Linked DNA regions of Hordeum vulgare: region 2 is linked to region 1. Evidence: chromatin contacts called from public Hi-C data. All regions are on one chromosome and are shown on one strand. Each heading gives the region's core, a stretch centred on a gene start, on an enhancer-like site or on the middle of the called end of the contact. The rest is flanking DNA. Distances are from core to core; before and after follow the strand shown.

Evidence for each region. A called contact is a pair of places that touch in the nucleus more often than the background predicts.
Region 2: a contact with region 1 is called in a Hi-C map of leaf, with 4 times the contacts expected there. The contact joins the enhancer-like site here to the promoter of LOC123439563 in region 1. A contact is called at or near these places in 4 of 6 Hi-C or Micro-C datasets (leaf, seedling and an unstated tissue).

The regions. Positions count from the first base shown.
Region 1 is chr3H:79,661,431-79,665,710 of MorexV3_pseudomolecules_assembly, reverse strand. LOC123439563 (polygalacturonase ADPG2-like) reads left to right here and starts at 2,426. Exons shown (of 8, transcript XM_045116259.1): 1 at 2,426-2,569; 2 at 2,647-2,778; 3 at 2,901-3,050; 4 at 3,317-3,524; 5 at 3,670-3,751; 6 at 3,874-3,985; 7 at 4,156-4,269. The coding sequence starts at 2,525.
Region 2 is chr3H:79,969,251-79,973,530 of MorexV3_pseudomolecules_assembly, reverse strand. No RefSeq gene overlaps it. Among protein-coding and RNA genes, the nearest start is that of LOC123439565, 150 kb to the right of the region's middle. Within about 2 kb of position 2,495, at least 1 of the 3 cell types and tissues checked has open chromatin away from gene starts, as enhancers often do. A contact at or near this core is called in leaf, where this site is marked.

The DNA.
Region 1 (4,280 bases), core at 1,177-3,676:
GAGTAAAAAACAACCCCCGTCTTCCGCGACTACACACAAGAGAAGCAAACACTTGCACCCAACGCGGGCAAGAAGGTTGTCAATCCCTTGTCTTGTTATCTGCAAGCAAGTAAGTAGTGTGGTTTGAAGTTGCAAAGTGAAAAGTAAATAAAAAGTAAATGAAGGCAGCGAGGAATTGTAGCATTTGTAAACTTATAAGTGAATAGACCCTGGAGGCATAGTTTTACCTATTGGCATGTCTCATGAAAATAAGCATACGTTGAGTAAATAAATTACTGTTGGGCAATTGATAGAAAAGCACATAGTTATATGATATTCAGGACAATGATCATGTGTATATAGGCATCACGTCCATAAGCAAATAGGCCGCCTCCTATGTGGCACTATTACTATTACTCCACCCATCGACTTCTATCCAGCATGCATCTAGAGTAGTAAGTAAAAGTAGAGTAATGCTTGAAGAATGATGACATGATGTAGACAAAGGGAATTCAATTAATATGAACTATCCCTGTTGTTTATCCTTAGTGGCAACAATACAAAGATTCCAGAAAAAATTAACAAAAAGTTTCAGCCAATTCTGAAAACTTTTATTTCTGCACAAAAATAACACCATGATAGTTTTGCTCCAAACAATGTGAGTCTTGGGTTAGTTTCATTTAAATCATGCAAATTAGAGTCCAAAACAAGAGGAAAAGTGTTTGAAAAAGTAAAAACATTCGAGATGTATCAAGGTTACCTGTCTAGGGGTACGGGATGTCGGCAACGTAACTAGTACTCCACGGGATTCCGCTCAATGGGAAAAACCAGGTGGAGGCAAAGGAGACCGATGCACGTGATGGAAGGGGAGGCTGAGACGAGATCGATGCAGGGAAGACAGGGGAGAGGCTGGGATGAGGCACTGAAGGCTAGCGAGGGGTGCAGCCGACCGGGTCGAGCTGCTTGAGTCGCAGGATGGGAAGTTAGAACCCTAGGCGCCCTTGACTCTTTGTCGTCCTGATGGAGCGTGAACGAAGGGAGAGAAAACGTTCTTTTTTACATGGAGCCGAAGAAGAATTTACGTATGTGCACAGTTTTTAAAAAAACTAAGTCGACGAGTTCCTGGTTTCTTGGGTTTTCTCACAATAGGACTGCTTTAATCCCTCATCGAAGGCATATGCGATCACACCTCTCGCACATGCCCCTCGACGGTCATGGATTCTCTAAATCATTAACTTGAGTATGTTTCATGTGGATGCACAGTTCCCAATACTTCTGCATTTCTTTCTCTAAAATTGGCTCCGTTAAATATTAGGATAATTCGAGATAAATCATGAAACACTACACCGATTATTTATTTTAAAAAAGTAGGAGAAACTTTTCGCTAACACACATACGTGAGCCATCATCACGACTCGCAAGAAACGTTGATGGCCAATGTATTTTCGGAGTATTCACTGCGAGATAATTGCATCTACGGTCCTTTTAGTTGCTGGCTAGATCCAACATGGTCCTCATACTCGAAAAATGCTTCAATACAGTCCTTATACACGAAAATACGGTGTGTATACGTAAGGCATATTCATGCCAAAAAAGCATATCGAGCCACGTCAGCATCGGTCCCACATGTCAGGCGGACTGAGTCAAACGTCTGATAACTTTGCCCTTGTCCATAGGTGCGAGTCCCACCTGTCGACGACTGTCCGGACGGCCCCATCCAGGCCGTCCATCTCGCGATTGCACGGCCCACGTGCATGCATGCATTCGCCTGATCCCTAACCGCCCGCAACGATATCCTCTGTATCTTGCTCGCCAAGGGAATATAAATTCACCTCCTTTTTAATCAAGCCATCCCAAGCGGGGACACGGCCGCGATTGCATTCTGTAAATGGCGCGCAGTTTATTTCTATTGTCAATCAACGCACAGACCAGCTGCGCGAGATAACCGCATGGCATTTTGGGGCTCGCGCACAGCTAGCTATCTCCTCTTTTAAAACCTGGAAAGGACAGACGGCCGCGATCTCCTGCGCCGATCCAACCTAGCTACTCCTACGTATAAGAAATGAATTCCAACACGAGATCTAAATACATGGAGAGTTTTGATTCCCACGGCTTTTACTACCACGACAAACGAGATATATTTGGCTTCAATTTGCTGCTGCTACGCCTGCGCTCGCGCGCCCCCGTCTCGCGCGCGTATAAATTGACGCACACACGACTGGCTGTATCATCAGTACTCGACCGACGGTACTAGCATCCCTGGAAAGCTCTTCTTCGGCCGATTCTGTTGCTGATCGTGGCGGCGTTGGTGACCATCATGGTATGCGCTCTACCATTGCTCACCAGCTCGGTCGAAAAGTAGTACTTCATGTAGATTTTCCTTCTCATCATCATCATCTATATGTTGTTTAGCCTAACGTAAGGATCTTGAAAATGGCAGAGGGTTGTGCTGCTGCTTCTTGTGGTATCGGCCGCAGTTCGATCTGCTGCCGCGGCGGCGACGGCGACAGCGGTGTGGAAAGGCGAAGGGACTCGGTACAGCGTCATGGCTTTCCATGCCGCTGGGGACGGCGAGACGGATGATACCAAGGTATAACAACAGGGTACACATTGCCGATCAGACCAGATGAGATCTTTCTGACTTACTCGTCTGCATACTCCGTCTAGGCGTTCGAGGAGACATGGAACTCAGCGTGCAGAGACAGCGGCGGGGCGAACGTGTACATCCCTGCAGGAAGGACCTTCTTGCTGCGCGACGCCACTTTCAGTGGACCCTGCAGGTCGCCCATCACCGTCCAGGTAACAAACACCTACCGTCTACCGACGATCTGACCGTCCTGGGTCATCCATCTTCTTGTCAAATCTCTAGTACATTACATATAATAGCCGACAATGTAACTGAGGTTGGAGCGTTTCTGCAGGTGGACGGGGACATCGTGGCGCCAAAAACTCTCTGGCAGCTAAAATCGTCAAACATACTGACCTTCCACGAGGTCGACAACCTGACGGTGGACGGGAGCGGCCAGATCGACGGCCGAGGCGCCCCCTGGTGGGATTGCCACAACCATAAGGTAACAACAACAGACACAAACATAGCCGTTGCTTCTTCAATCCATCTTCATATCTTGCCCACAATCTGATCAGCTGCCCCTCTCAACTCTGACAGAAATGCAGTGCCCGGCCAATGGTAAGCACACACGCAACACGTCTTCCAGTTGTCGATCCAAAAATACCCTTTTCAGTTTCAATCCGGAACTACTAGTCCGGTATAGAAAGACAAAGATCGATCTGTATGTATGTTGAAACTCATTCAGACCTGCACACACATGTAAACCAGCTGGTGGCATTCTCGTTCTGCAACGGTCTACGGGTGACCAACATACGCCTCAAGGACAGCGCCGAGAAGCACATCAGCATGTACAAGTGCAGCCACGCGCAGGTGAACAACGTCTCCATCACCGCCCCTGGCGACAGCCCCAACACTGACGGGATCACCATGGGGGGCTGCAGCCATGTGCACATCTCCTCCTGCTCCATCCAGTCCGGTACAGCCCCGCCCTCCTTGAGTAGCCCTTGATAAAACCCATTACTTCCATGTGTGTTGCAGTATGACCACACGTGTGTTTGCAACACTCTTGATATGTATGCTTGCAACACTGCTGCTGACATAGATACATTCGACAAGTGCAGGCGATGACTGTGTGTCGATTCTGACGGGCACGACCGATGTCAACGTTACCGACATCACGTGTGGGCCTGGTCATGGCATTAGGTAATACAAATGTACATCCTTTCTCATGCAGGCCTGTACTGACCAAGTGCATAAGGATTGATGAACTTCTCTAGTGAGTGGCATACATTAAGCTAAGCAGCTTTTTTCATCTTGTTATGTAGTGTGGGAAGCCTTGGAGCTGATGGTGAAGGCCCAGCGATGGTGGAGAGTGTTACTGTATCCAACTGCAACTTCTTTAATACGATGAACGGTGTCAGGATCAAATCGTGGCAGGTAACACTGAAGCTGTATCTACATGCCTTCTCTGTGTTGCGCATATGTGTCCCATGCATCAGATTAAAGATTTCAAGTTTCAACTGTTGGTTGCATACACCACTGCAAGCCATAGGCATATATAGCATTATTCCCCTAAAAATATTACATATATGATGTTATGAATGTAGGGAGGGGAAGGCAAAGCGAACGGATTCATTTTCAGGGACCTCAACATGACTGAAGTCCAATATCCTATCGACATTGACCAGTTCTATTGCCCCCATGGAAACTGTCCAGAACGGGTAAGGAAACT
Region 2 (4,280 bases), core at 1,246-3,745, 310 kb before region 1:
ATGATCCATGAATAAAATTTTCCATGGTTAATTTGTAAAATTGGCAATGGTCAATTAATAAAAGTTACCATGAAGAGTAGTTGAAATACAATGGTAGCCTTAAATCGAGAAAAAAAGAGATACAATATGTCATCGCAATTTTCTTGTAAACACTATGGCAACTTTTGTGTAAACATCATAGCAACTTTTGGCCCCAAAAAAGGTCATCGGGGTATATCAATATGATATCTAATTTCGAACATCTCATCGAGACGGATTTAATGGTAAAAATGGTTTTTAATTGGATTTTTATTTAAAAGATAAATAAATTTAAGTCAAAAAAAAAAATCTGCCGATGTCATATGTTTGATGTGTCAAAATAAATGATTATAAAGGTCGACGCACCAGATCTTCGAAACTAGATCTCATATGAATATGTTTTGACGACTTTTTTGTGTTAAAAATTACCATGTCTATTGCATATAAATTGTTATCTTGATTACATTGAAATTGTGATCATATATTTCAACTGCTTTTTTCTATGTTTAAAGTAAATTTTAACATGTTATAAAAAAATTAAGAAACTATTTTTTCCATAATGAATTACTAAAATTTTCCATGATTCATGAAATAATTTTGACAAGCTTCATAATAAAAATAAAATATCCCCTCAATTAACTTAAGACTGCATGGTCAATGACTCACATTTTCCATGAACTATAGACTAAAATTTTCATGATGAATTACTTAAATTTGGCATGATATACGCACTAAAATTTGCTATGGTTATTGAAAAAATATTTTCCATGTTCAAAATAATAGAATTGCCATTGTCATAATACTAAAATTGCCATGATCTATAAGCCCAGTTTGCCATGATAAATTATTAAAAATTGTCATGATGTATGAATAAAATTTTCCATGGTTAATTACTAAAATTTGCAATGGTCAATTAGTAAAAATTATCATGAAGAGTAGTTGAAATACAATGGTAGCTTTAAATCTAGAAAAAAAGAGATACAAGATGTCATGGCAACTTTAGTGTAAACATCATAGCAACTTTTGGCCCCAAAAAAGGTCATCAGAATATACCAATATGGTATCTAATTTTGAATATCTCATCAAGACGGATTTAATGATAAAAACAGATTTTTAATTGGATTTTTATTTAAAAGATAAAAAAAATAAGTCTAAAAAATATCTGCTGATGTCGTATGCTTGACGTGGCAAAGTAAATGATTATAAAGGCGTGTGGATCATGTTGCCTTCTGCCACACTTATGTACGTTATCATTTAGGTGTTCTATTAATAATAAGTGAATGAGCCAATCTTATTACTGTAGACGTTTCAACAAAACATCGTACTAATTTGCTTCGTGCGAGTTATTCTTGTTGCGCCATTCATCGCTCTACACGATGGAAAACAACTTAACCTGTAGACCAGTTTTTTTTTGCTTTTTTATGATTTTTTTCCTGTTTTATTGCTTGTTTAAAACAGTTCAGAGTTTTAGACAAATTTTACAAACTTAAAATAGCTGTAATTAAAAAATGTTCACGACTTGAAAACCGGATATCCTTAGAGTTTGGATGATTTTTTTTGAATTTTTGTAGAACTATGTTTTAGCAGTTATGGACATTTTTTATATTTGATGAACAAATTTTAAATTCTATGATCATTTTTCTTAAATTTCATGAACAAAATGTGAAGTCAAGAACTTTTTTAATTAAATGAACATTTTCTAATACGATGAACATTTTTAAAATATATGATTTTTGAATTCAATGCTCATTTTGTGAATTCGACGATTATTTTTAATTTGATATTTTTTAAATTACTAAACACATTTGATTTATTTTTTATTTTTGAATCAATAGAAAAAAATGATTTTTTTAATTTTAGAATCTTTTCGGATAAATATGTTTTTGGAAATGGATGCACATTTTCTAAAAAGACAACTTTCAAAACCGGATATTTAGGCCCCTCACATGCGAAAAACTAGGGTCGTTTTGCGTTTGATTTCAGCTGGTTTGATCACTTGCGGGCGAGCAAATCAAGCAATAAGGTGCCTAGAGCAGCGACTCTAGACTCACCGATGAGCAGCAGCGTGAGCACATCGGAAGGGACCGTCGGGGTGTGGGTCATTTGGTGGGAGCGAGGAAGCGACGGAGTCGATGGTTAGTCGTCGATAGGTGCATGAGTGCGAGTGCAGTGCGGGGTGAAGGCCGAGTATATTTAGCCGTCCGCAGGGCCATCGAAAAGTGGCAGCAAATTTTACTCGACCGGGTGAAGGTCGAGTATATTTAGCCGTCCGCGGGGCCGAGGAATATTTTTTTACTCTACTATACACATTAGGAGTTCAAGTAGGTATCCGTTAGAGGAGTAAACTGATTTTTTACGCCCTAACCGGATTTAGGGGATCACATACCCTTAGTTTGTGTGCATTGCTTGACCGTGCTTGCTTGTGTGTGGAGGTTGGCTGGCGCAAAAGCATGGAGGGCCATCAGCTCTTGGGCCACTGGTGTGGAGGCCCTATGGGTGTAGAGTCATGAATTGTGGGGCATGGGCCATAGAAGGCGACACCCTGAACATTATAACTTTATCCTAATTTTTTCGAGAAAACTGAAGCCTCATCGGCTTATTATATAAAAAGCTCATTATATAAAAGAAAAACTGGTGATTTATCCTACCTTTAATCTCCCTGACCCATTGAAAGATACAACATCTCCATCCATGAGGGTAGCTCCAAGGTTTTTATACTAGTGGATAATTCACGTAGACATCTCAAGACTACAAACATGCAAAAACTTCAATGCCGCTTTGGTTTCGGCCAACGACTTGTTTTAGAAAACCAAGAAACTTGCTCAGGTTCTCTTGGATAGTGGACCATCTATGACAAAGAAAGCACGGGCAACGCCTGCTAATGATTGGGTGAGGCACCACATATTCTTAATATTGGACTCCTTTATGTCTGGTTCGAGATGCAGGATCCGTGCTAGTGTTCAACTAACTATAAACCAACAAAGCATCTTCAAACTATGTGAATGCTGGACTTCTTGGCTTCAGTACCTTCTTCTTTTTTGTGCCTAATGTTTGCCTAACTCCAAACACGAGAGATTTGGGACCCTCATGTCAAATTGAAATGCTCTTGTCAATTTATTATGTTAAGCATTATTTGGTCCTACAATATGCATCGCAACTAATGTATCATCTTACAAGTTTGATCAAATAATATGTGCAACAAATGAATTGACCAGTGCAAATGTCATATGAGACAAAGAATATACCGAGTCTGGTTGGACCATATTGTCGAACAATATGTGTGCATGTGTAATGCCCAATATGCGGTCCTATCCCCACGAAACTTGAAAGTATCGCTAAGGATAGAAGTGCATATCGGAGACACTTTAGCAAGATGGATATCATCAGAAATACATGTACTGAAGAAAATAAAATGAAAGATATGGGCTTACACTCACCACAAGTTACGACATGAATATCTCAATACATCAATACATAGTAATCATCATATATAAGAGCAGGATCCGACTACGGATGAAAACAAATGAAAGAAGATGACGCCGACCTTGCTAATCCCACGCTGTCAACCTCGAAGCCATCCTATGATCTTCGAAGAATAAAAAGAATAAGAACTCCAAATCGAACAAGCATCACTTTACCTATACCTGGACCTTGTGTTGTAGTAATCTGTGAACCTTTAAGGGACTCAACAATCTAGTTTCAAAGTGTACCAATACTAAAAAAGCTTAATGGATAAGGAATGGTTAAGTGGTGAGGCTACAAGAAGCACTAAGCATTTGCATCTGACTAACATACGAGTACAAGAAGAAGAAGACTATTTTACGCATAAACGATCATGAACTGGTAACGATCTAGAAGTGATCGTGAACACCTGCTTACTATTCAGTCATAACCCCACCGTGTTCACTTCTTGGTTCAAACATCACAAAAGAGACGATCACAGTTCTGCACACCGTTGGTGTATTTTAATTGAGTCTAATTCTAAGTTCTCGACAACCGTATTTTATAACTTTCCAAATCCCCCCATATTCGTGGGCACGACTTTCCAAAAAAATTAACCCTATTGGGATGCTCCAAGTAGTCCATCACAAATTACCACACACATCCGATGGAAAACCTCACACCATGAGTTCATGATGCTATAAGGTATCCTAGTCGACAAGCCTCTCATCAAAGATAAAACCAAACCAGCAAGACCTCCTGACGTGTCAATCTACTGATAGGAGCCGTGTATCTCGTTATTAGGACAAGGTGGATAAGCA